Linked DNA regions of Sus scrofa: region 2 is linked to region 1. A link is a contact called in public Hi-C data. All regions are on one chromosome and are shown on one strand. Each heading gives the region's core, a stretch centred on a gene start, on an enhancer-like site or on the middle of the called end of the contact. The rest is flanking DNA. Distances are from core to core; before and after follow the strand shown.

Region 1 (5,227 bases), core at 1,561-4,060:
GGATCAAACCTGCAATCTCATGGTTACCAGTTATTTGGATTCACTTCCACTGCGCCACAATGAAAATTCCTGATTTATTGTTAAATGAAAAAACAGGCTGCAAAGGAATATCATCCCATAAATTCCCACATGCTTAACTCATTACATGTATACATGTACGTTGAAAAAAATCTAAAGAATCAATACCAAAAGGTTAATACTAGTGATGTAAGCAAGACTATGGATTTACTTTATTTTTATTTCTTATTTTCTTGGCTGCTGCATGCAGCAGCTTAATGTGGGATCTCAGTTCCCAGCTCAGGAATTGAACCCAAGCCACAGAGGTGAAAGTGGTGAATTCTAACCACTAGATCACCAGGGAATTCTATTCCAGATTCTATTTTTTTTTTTTTTTCCTTTTCTAGGGCTAAATCCACGGCATATGGCGGTTCCCAGGCGAGGGGTCTAATGGGAGCTGTAGCCGCCGGCCTGCACCACAGCCACAGCAACGGGGGATCCCAGCCGCGTCTGCGACCTACACCACAGCTCACAGCAATGCTGGATCCTTAACCCACTGAGCAAGGCCAGGGATTGAAGCTGCAACCTCATGGTTCCTTGTTGGTTTCGTTAACCACTGAGCTACCACGGGCACGCCAAGATTCTATTTTTAAATGTCTGTTCAAACTTGTCGATAACAAACCTAGAAGTTATATATGCTTGTGCAATAAAATATTATGAAAGTGGGAAACTAATCTGTTTACCTTCCCATCTCCATGGGTCCTTAAGGTTGTTTCGGTTTTGCTGAACTGAAAGTAATGGCTTTGTGACTTTTGAAAAAGAAAAGGCACTAGCTAGCTGAGTTAATTTTTTAAGTTGGGGCAAACGGTCTTTCCTGGTGCCCCTGAAAATGCCGCCACCAGGTGGCAGCCTGTTCCATCTGTTAGGTCAGTGGGCCGGCCTCTGTCTTGGATTCCGCACAGCAGGGTCCCAACACGGAAGGCCTTTGTCTGGGTCCCAAACATGACCAACACACCCAGTGTGCAAACTGACCCCTTGCTCCCCTTTCCTCTATATGCCACAGACCAGAGCCCATACTCTGGTCCACTGAGGGTCAAAGTCATCTTAGGCCCCCTTTTACCCCCAGGAGCAACGGCCACCAGGCAGAACACTGAGAAAGGATCTTAAAGTAGCCGATGCTTACTGCGTCCTCAACTCCCCTCCCCAACACCACATCGACACATAGAAATTCTCATTTATTTTTCACCCTGAACAAGGGGGTGGCAAGGCCTCTTCCTCACTTTGCTCCTTCCCTTTGGGACTATTCACCACCAATCCTCCTTCCTTCAGGGAGGCCTTGGTCCGTAGAGACAGTCTCTGAGGAGTGCTTGAGCTGGTGGGGCTGGAGAAGCCAAAAGAGTGATCCCCAAGGGATAATGTCACTTTCCTGCCAACTCCCTCATTGCCTCTCCCTCGAAGCGAAAGGAATGCCAGCCTTCCGCTTCCGTCAGATCTCGGGCTCCTAGGGTCTTGTACAAGTCCACGGCCTTCTTGTTCCAGTCCAGGACTGCCAGGCGGAACTGGGAGCAGCCCTTATCCAGGGCCACCTATGGGAGAAGAATCGCTCACTTTCCGGGGGTCAAAAAGGAAAAGGCCTTCTCACCTGCCATTCAACCCAGGTGCCTCCCATCTGGCTTGGCTTTGCCAGGGCCCAGCTTGTAGCCCCACCCCTCTCCTCACCTCAGCCACTTTTTTGATTATTTTGGAACCAATCCCCTGACCTGATGTAGGGAGAAAAAAGCAAAAAGAGGGATTGTCTGAGCTGAAGGGGATCAGAAAAGACCACAGGCTACGATTAAGGGGCAAAAGATGGGGCAGTCTATGGGGTGATGATTTCTTCCCACCCCAGTCTTGCCCAGTACCCCGATATTCTGGCTTCACGTAGATGTCTTCCAGATAAATATTCCGTCCGGTCCATGTGCTATAGATGAAGTAGTACAGCCCATAGCCCACCATGCAAGACCCTGAGAGAGAAAAAAGAAGGGCAGGTGACTGGGCGCCTGGGGGAGCGACCTCTGAGGCTGACTGCAGGGGGCCCCTCTGAGGTCGGGATGTTCTTACCCTGTGGCTCCCCAGGGGCAGGAAGAATCTCTGCTACCAAACAGTGAAAGAAAGGATTCTCTCCGAAGCCGTCTGCTCTCAGGGCTGCAGGATGGGAGTTGCGACAAAGAGATAGAGAGAGAAGGCCTGGATGTGTGCCCAGCCTGGAGCTACTGCCTGAACTCATCCCTCACTCCCTCCCCAGCCTCCAGCAGGAGCCAGGTGTTGGGCCTCTACCTTCTTCACTGATCTTCACCTGGTCGGACAGTTTCTCGTACTCGGCGAGTTCCTATGGCGTGGGGGGCAGAGACAAGATTAAGGCAGGAGGTCTCCCTGCTCCCCGAGCAGGACCCCAGGGAGCCCTTCTCCCTCTGCTCCCACCTTCTCCTTCCCGCCCCACTCCCGCCGCGCCGCTCTGACCCCCTCTGGGACCCTGGTTTCCGGCCCGCATCTTTCACCCGAATCATCCTCAGGATATTTCCACAGTCTCCCTCCTTGGCCTCTCGGATGAGCACGGAAGCCATTCCGATCCTCAACGTCTGGGACCAAAGTCCAGGACCCCCACTTCCGCTCTGGAGCACCGGGCGAAGAGCAACTGGGACCCTTTAAGAGGCCTACAAATTCGGATCCCGGGAAGCCGGGGGCACGGGTGGGAAGCGAGGCGGTGAAGGAGCCGCGGGCTGGAAAGCCGAAGTCCAATTCCGGCTACTGCGGGGGGAGCGACAGCGACTAGGCGAGGGGTCTTCACTGCCTGGTAGCCTCTAAATTCGGCAGGGGCAGGCGCGCACCAATCAGCCAATCAGCTTGCAGAGAAGGCATGTCCCCGCCCACCCCAGCCCAGCCCCCTTGACCAGGTCTCGTGACCGCGCCTCTGGGCAGGGGTCAAGGCTGGACTGCCGAGGCTTCTTCGCGGTTTTTTGGGTGTTCCAGGCTCCACCGGAGAGAGAAAGCCCACGGCTCAAAAGACACCTTCTTTAACTGAAGTGTGCAGAATCTGCTGTACCATTTACTCAAACTCACCCATTCCAGCCCACCCACCTGGGACGAGCCCCAAACCTCCTTCTGGCTCAAAGTGTTACTTCTCTTAGGAGCCTTTGTATTTTAAAATAGGCCAGGGACATTGCAAAATAAACTATAATTTATTTTTATTTATTTACTTATTCATTTTGCTTTTTAGGGCCGCACCCGTGGCATATGGAGGTTCCCAGGTCAGGGGTCAAATCAGAGCTGTAGTTGCCAGTCTGTACCACAGCCACAGCAATGCAGGATCCGAGCCATGTCTTCAACCTACACCACAGCTCACAGCAACGCTGATCCTTAACCCACTGAGCAAAGCCAGGGATCGAACCCGCAACCTCATGGTTCCTAGTCAGATTCGTTAACCACTGAGCCACAACGGAAACTCCCAAACAAATTTTTTTTAAGAATAAAATAATAGGAGTTCCCGTCGTGGCACAGTGGTTAACAAATCTGTCTAGGAACCATGAGGTTGCGGGTTTGATCCCTGGCCTCGCTCAGTGGGTTGAGGATCCAGCGTTGCCATGAGTTGTGGTGTAGGTCACAGATGGAGCTCCGATCCCCCATTGCTGTGGCTGTGGCATAGGCCAGGGGCTACAACTCCGATTTGACGCCTAGCCTGGGAACCTACATATGCCACGGAAGTGGCCCTAGAAAAGACAAAAAAAAAAAAAGGTAAAATAATAAAATAAAATGGATCAGGGAGAGGGTGATGAATTTCTGGTGGTAAATGGTTAGGCCTTGTAGGAAACTGATAAGGGAAGATAATGGGGGGTGGGGGCTTGGGGGGGGGAGTCTCTCAGTATCTGCTGAATCAGTCAGTGGATACAAAGACAATACCTCCCTATGAGGCAAACCTCAGAGCTTGTGAGAATATTGAGGAAGGAGCTCAGAGCAGATACCAGGCGCTGTGCCTGCATTATCCCCATTCATCCTCGTTCACAGTAACCCCATAAAGTATTATTTTTCACGTTTCACAGAGGAGGACACTGAAGCATGACAGTGGGGTGACTTGCCCACAGTCACCCAGCTAGTATTTGAGGTTCCATGTCTCAGCTGTAGACCTCACGGAGGATGCTACTTGGGGAGCCAGGCAGGACTGCTTTTAGAGCTCATGGTTGTCAAGGCAGCCTCCGCAGGTGGGTGGAAGGCTTGGAGGACCCAGGTCAGGCTCTAGAGGGAGAGGGGAAGTAGGTGTCGTCTTCCAGCTCTTCAATTTCTCCGCAGTGTGGGAGGGTGGTCCTCAGAGGGGCAGGAGGGTCAGGGGCCCTGTCTCCCCCACTTCTCCCCACCGCCAGCAACCTTTAACCCTTCCCCAACCATGTGCCAGGGCTGCCTGCCCCCACGCATTCTCCCCAGAGTTGTCAGAGGCACAGAGAAGGCCGAGGTTGATTATGGAGAGCAGAGGGCCTCGGGCCACATGGCGTGGGCTGCTGCGGCCACCATTGCCACCTCCCAGCCATGAAGAACAGGCCCTGAGACGTGATCTCCTGATCAGGTGCTGGGCAGAGAGGGGCTCAGCCCTGCACTCTTCTTTCTGTCCTCCTCCTGCCTTGGAGCAGTGCCTCGCTCCCTCCCTCGCTCCCTCCATCTGTCTCTGGCTTGTCCTTATTTCAACTTAATAATTTTTCTCTCTGACAGAGGCCTCAGGACCCTCCTGCTCTGTGCCTCGAAATGGCCATGGACAAGAGCCTGTCACCATCAGGACCTTTAGCCTAACCAAGATCACAAAGGATGAGGTTGACCTCGTTCCTTGACCTAGTCCTCTGACCTCACCCTCTCTCCATCAGCTGCTGTTTTCTTTTTTTCTTTTTTTTCGTCTTTTTGCCATTTCTTGGGCTGCTCCCGCGGCATATGGAGGTTCCCAGGCTAGGGGTCGAATCGGAGCTGTAGCCACCGGCCTACGCCAGAGCCACAGCAATGCAGGATCCGAGCCACGTCTGCAACCTACACCACAGCTCACGGCAACGCCAGATCATTAACCCACTGAGCAAGCGCAGGGACCGAACCCGCAACCTCATGGTTCCTAGTCGGATTCGTTAACCACTGAGCCACGACGGGAACTGCTCCTCTTTTCTTTTAATTGACGTAGGGTTGATTAACAATGTTGTGGTAGTTTCTGGTATACAGTCAA
Region 2 (5,341 bases), core at 164-2,663, 69 kb after region 1:
TCCCCAGGTTAGCCCTTCCTTCAAATCTTCACTCCTTTGGGGGACTGAACCAATCACCGTCACTTCTCTGCCAACCTCTGCCTAACTGGTTAGAAGATCACCCACTTCCATCTGCTTCCTGTGCAGCTGGCTTTGGGGTGTGGCAGGACCCCTCTCTCCTTCAATCCTTGCTGTCGGCAACAGGAGTGTGGGCTGGGCAGGAGCCCAGAAACCCACTTTAAGGATAATGGGGCTCTCGTGATGCCAAGGGCCAGGGGTTGTCAATTCTGGGGGAAAAAATGTGGTAGGCAGGATGGTGAGAGCTAAGCTGGGTCTAAGTGTGGATGGGCCCTACAGGAGTACCAGGGTCTGCCACTCCTCGCGGTGCCAGACTGGCATAATGAGATCCGTCAGGTGTGAACACCGCCCAGGAAAAGGGGGAACTGAGGTGCCAGCTTCTCTCCTCATCCCGAGAAGAAAATGTCATCAATTTAGCTCTTCATGGAAATGTAATCAGTGGCTCGCTGCTGGCTTTGTCTTAATTAGGCACTATTGATGGAAGCAGGGAGGGTGCCTTCCCATCCCCCAGATTCGCTTCTTCTCTGGATCTCCCAGGCCTCCCTAGAGCTTCTACCAGCCCCAGGTACAGCTCAGTCTTCCAGGCGCTTCTCCGGGCAGCCCCAGCCCGCAGCGCCCCCTAGCACCTGCGGCGGTCTGCCCCTTTTCTCACACCCCTGTCCTCGCTTCCCCAGGACTCAGCCTTTGTTCTTACGGAGAGCCGAGCCCCTCCCCGGCCCGGTCACCTTCCCCAGAGAGTCCCCGCCTCCTGTCCCCCCAAAACGAGCGACGCTTTCCAAAGCCAATCCTCAGATTCCCCAAATTCCAGTTCCGTTCTTCCCTCTTTCCCCCGCCCCGCGCTGCCAGGCGATCCTAGACCCCAGTCCGAACTAAGAAGGGGGAACAAGCAGGAGGGCAGAGGTGCTCCAGCCCCGGTTTTTCCCCCGGACTCAGCTGCAGCCACGGCTGCCTCGAAATCCTGGAGCGCCTTCTAGGGCGCGCGTGAGCCTCGCCGGCGGAACCCCCGGCGCCATCTGCTGGACTCGCCCGGGATGGAGCCCACAGACCCCGGCGCGGGGTCGGGCGCTCAGGTTCCCCCAGCCTGTTTGGTGTCCTGCAGGAGGCTGCTCATTGTTCCCAGCCCCAGGCCTTCCAGCCTGTGTTCCGACCAGACCCCCCGCCACCCTCCAGCCTGCCAGGTCTGGCAGCTTTCCCTTGCCCCCCAGCCCTGTTGCCCCTGGTCCCCGCCGGGGAGACACGGGACCAGCGGGGCAGGGAGCCTGGGGTCCGGACTTCACTGCGCCTGCGCCCAGGAGGCCGAGCTCGCGGGCTCGCGCCCCAGCCACCCGCCCCCTCCCGCTTCGGTTGCCATGGTGACGCGTGCAGGCGCGGGCCCGAGAGGGCCACGCGGGGCAACTTGTTAGCTGAAGGGGCCGGTCGGTCGGCCTAGGGAGGAGAGGGTCGGCGTCGTGAGGTGTGTGTCGGGGGCAGAGGGGAGGAGGGGAGGAATGCCCGGGAGAGCCGGGAGGTGCGGAAAGAAGGGGCAGCGGTGAGGGGGTAGGAGGGAGAGTTGAGGGGGGCGGGGAAAGGGGCAGCTGTGGGGGAGGGGAGAGCAAGGGGCAGTTGTGGGGAGAGGAAGGGGCAGTTGGAGTTGAGATGAAGAAGCGGGGACGGTTGTGACAGTTGTGTGAGGAAGCTCCTGGGAGGGGAAACTGGCTCGCTGGCAGCCACTGGGGGTCGGAGGAGAGGGCCGGCCCGCTGCGGTGTTTCCCGAGTAATAGAAAGAGTCCCAGGCTCGTGGAAAGCTCCTCCTGGGGTCTCGGAGTGGGGCCATGGCGTGAACCCCGTGGGGAGAGGGCTCCCAGCCTGGCCAGCGGAATGTTCCCGAGGCTCCACTTGGAGGCGGGGAAGCGCAGCCTGTCGCTTCTCTGGAGGCGGGTGGCGGAAGCCCGAAGCCGCCCTGCCCCAGTTGGCTGTATTGATGTGCTGGCCTAATAGAACCGTTTTCCTTGGAGCACAGCCTTCAAGTTTGAAACTCATAACCTCTGATCAATGCCGGCGGCAGCCTGTGGGGATGAGAAAGAAAAGCCACAGGTGGCTGTCAGGCCAGAGCTGAGTGAAGAGGGAATGGCCGCGAATCAGACCTTGCCCGCCAGGGATGCCCGGCCCCCCGACGTCCTCCTTTTCGGAGAGAAACGCTGCTGGGGCCTTCCTCACCACCCCCCATCCTCTTCTCCCCTCCCCAGACACCATTTGAAATTCGCCATTGGGTGACGTTTGTCTTTCCTTCCTCCAGTCTGTTCTCAGGGCATCTAGAATCCTGCTCTTCACCTTCATTATCCCTTAGCTCGGAATGACTCAGCCAGCCTGTGCTAAGAGACCTTTTCAGTACCCACGGAGCGGGGTTCCTACCCCCCAGGAAGGAAAAGCTAAAGAGAGGGGGTTCCTACCCCCAGGAAGGAAAAGCTAAAGAGACGTGTTGCAAATGCTGTCGTTTCTTTGCTTAAGGAGGTTGCAGATTTTAGTGGGAGGAGAGGGGGCATTTTTCTGTTTCCCCCTCTTTGGGGGGAGGGAACTTGGGAGGAAAGGAAGGACATGGGAAAATCATCTTGTTGCTTGGTAACTTGACACAGTGACAAAAGGTGTGGAACGTGGGGACAGTCTTCCCCTCCCTGTGCCCTCCCACTCATCCACGGCCCTGACGGTTTGTGCAACCACACCTCAGCGTGTAGATCTTTTCATGAGAACCTTACACCTCTGGGCAGAGGTTCCTGACTCCTCATTAGTGGGGTGGGCCCCCCTTTTTTTCTTTTTAATGTCAGACCCATGGCACATGGACGTTCCCAGGCTAGGGTTCAAATCGGAGCTGCAGCTGCTGGCCTACGTCACAGCCACAGCAATACCAGATCTGAGCCGTGTCTGCAACCTACTCCACAGCTCATGCTAGCTCTGGATCCTTAACCCACTGAGTGAGGCCAGGGATCGAACCAGCATCCTCATGGATACTAGTCATGGTCTTAATCCACTGAACCACAACAGGAACTCCTGGGCCATCATCCTTAGCTTCCACTTATTCCTGAGGCCTTGAGGGACTGACTTTGATTTTTAACCCAATGTGTCAAAGAAAGTAGACTATCCCAGGGAAAAGACAGGGGGGATCCGGTTGTGGACCCCCAGCTTCCCTGTGTCTGCAGGTTTTGTCTACACGATGTCCAGCAAAGCTGAGAAGAAGAGGAAAGTGAGTGGCCGGGGAAGTGCTCGCCGGCGAGCCGCCCAGGCTGCGCTGGCCCCACAGGCCGAGGAGACCACCCCGCCGGCCAGCAGGGAGTCCCAGGCGGAGCCCGAGTCTCTCAAGGAGGAGCTTGGTAGGTCCAAGCTAGGGAGGGGCTTGGAGGCAGAATTATTTAAAGAGGGTCTTGGGGCTGGGAGCAGCTTCTCTTGCTTTTGGATCAAAAGCAAGGGGTTGGGTGGAATCTCAGATCTGCCGCTGCCGCTAGGTCCCTTGTATTGTGTTCCCCCCCCCCCCCCGACCACCCTTATACTTGTTCTTTCTGTCTTAAAATTCCCCCCCAGTTCACCGAGAGCTCGCTAGCCAGCCCTCTCTCGTAGCCTCTTCCTCCTTGTTGCAAGTGTTCCTGGTTCCTCCTACCCCAGTGAAGAGGGTTTGATCTCTTCCTTTTTCCCGTTTTCACCCTGGGTGGCAAAACAAATAATGTTTTCCTCCCATTAAGCCCATCACCATGGAGACTCAGGCTGCTTTGCCATCCTTTGAATCCTAAGCCCGACGGATGCTTTCTCCCATCTGTTGAAGGCTCTTGTATCTCCGCCCTCATTTTGGCAGGGCCCTGGTAGACGAAGGAGGTTCAGGTTCAGGGCCACAGGAAAAGAAGCCTGACGTCTAGATTGAGGAAGAAAGGAGTTTAAAGAGGCTGCCTCTTGTGGCTTTGATCTGAGATTCCTCCCTGGTGGGTGAGCTGGGGCCAGTAGGGTTGGAAGGTTTCTGGTAGCTGTTGCTGGGCTGTCCTGAGAGCACGGGCCAGTGTGGGTATGGCTGTGAGCTAAGTATAGGCCTCCCCTTTTACCTGGGGCTTCTTTACACTGCCAGCAGCCTGTCAAGACGGGGAGAAAGAGAAGTAGAATCCTTTTTTAATATTAAACGTTGAGAGAGAAAGCCTGGGCGCGGGAGAAAGGCCTTGCCCTGGGATCTAGACATTAGAAATGGGCAATTTTTTTCCTTTTGAGTTCTCTTAAAATCAGTTTAAAATGGAACTGGCTCCAGGACGCTGGGTCCCAGGAGGGGGGAAGGGAGGAGGGGAGGCAGTGAGGTTCAATTCGGAGAACCCTCCGGGGCGGGAAGGGAAGGAGCTTCTCAGTGAAAACACTGACCACCTGTACAGCACAGGGAGATGTGTGTGATTGGGTCACTTTGTTGTACAGCAGAACTTGATGAAACATTGTAAATCAACTATACTTTAATATTAACAATAATAAAAATAATAAAATACTGACCACCAAACACCAAGGCCCTCCGAGTGCCTTAGCTCTAAGCCTTTTCTTGTTTGATGTGGAGCTCTCTGGCTGACACCTGATAGAGGTTCAGAGAAGACTTGGGCCTCCAGGCAGCCCTGGAATGAACAGTAATCCCTGTACGCCTCGGAGCTGGGCAGGGGTTGAGGCCTGTTCCGATGGGGACAGAGGGAGCTTGCTATGGTCTGAAGGTTTGCACCCCTCCCCCCCAAATTCATGTGTTGAAATCCTAATGCCCAGTATGATGGTGTTGGTAGGTGGGGTCTTTGGGAAGTGCTTAAATCACGGGGTGGAACTGTCATGCGTGGGCTCAGTGCCTTGTAAGAAGTGACTCCAGGAGTTCCCACTGTGGTGCAGCAGAAGCGAATTTGACTAGGAACCATGAAGTTGCGGGTTTGATCCCTGGCCTCGCTCAGTGGGTTAAGGCTCTGGTGTTGCCGAGACCTGTGGTGTAGCTCACGGAGAGATGGCTTGGATCTGGCGTTGCTGGGGCTGTAGCGTAGGCTGGCAGCTGTAGCTCGCATTGGACCCCTAGCCTGGGAACTTCCATAGGCTGCAGGTGCAGCTCTAAAAGGCAGGAAAAAAAAAAAAAAAAAGAAGAAGAAAAAAAGTAAAAAAAACAAAGTGACTCCAGAGAGATTCATTGCCCCCTTCTGCCATGTGAAGACACAAAGAGACGTTTACCCCCCAGGAGAGGGCCCTCCTGCCACCACACTGGCACCCTGACCTAGGACTTCCAGCCTCCCAAACCGGGAGAAGTAAATTTCTGCTGCTCATC

Evidence for each region. Hi-C and Micro-C count contacts between places; a contact is called where the count stands out from the background.
Region 2: a Hi-C map of embryonic fibroblasts shows a contact between it and region 1, with 4 times the contacts expected there. The contact joins the promoter of DNAH2 here to the promoter of SAT2 in region 1. A contact is called at or near these places in 1 of 5 promoter capture datasets (fetal liver), 7 of 47 Hi-C or Micro-C datasets (alveolar macrophages, embryonic fibroblasts, heart right ventricle and 3 more) and 2 of 2 datasets of contacts at active chromatin or transcription factors (alveolar macrophages and skeletal muscle).

The regions. Positions count from the first base shown.
Region 1 is chr12:52,910,504-52,915,730 of Sscrofa11.1, forward strand. SAT2 (spermidine/spermine N1-acetyltransferase family member 2) reads right to left here and starts at 2,811. Exons shown (of 6, transcript NM_001129962.2): 1 at 2,535-2,811; 2 at 2,314-2,365; 3 at 2,098-2,181; 4 at 1,899-2,000; 5 at 1,717-1,757; 6 at 1,222-1,583. The coding sequence starts at 2,600. The coding sequence ends at 1,416. SHBG (sex hormone-binding globulin) reads left to right here and starts at 4,208. Exons shown (of 7, transcript XM_021066315.1): 1 at 4,208-4,232; 2 at 4,735-4,832. The coding sequence starts at 4,208.
Region 2 is chr12:52,980,804-52,986,144 of Sscrofa11.1, forward strand. It overlaps DNAH2 (dynein heavy chain 2, axonemal), which reads left to right and starts at 1,414. Exons shown (of 89, transcript XM_013981316.2): 1 at 1,414-1,510; 2 at 3,231-3,401. The coding sequence starts at 3,245.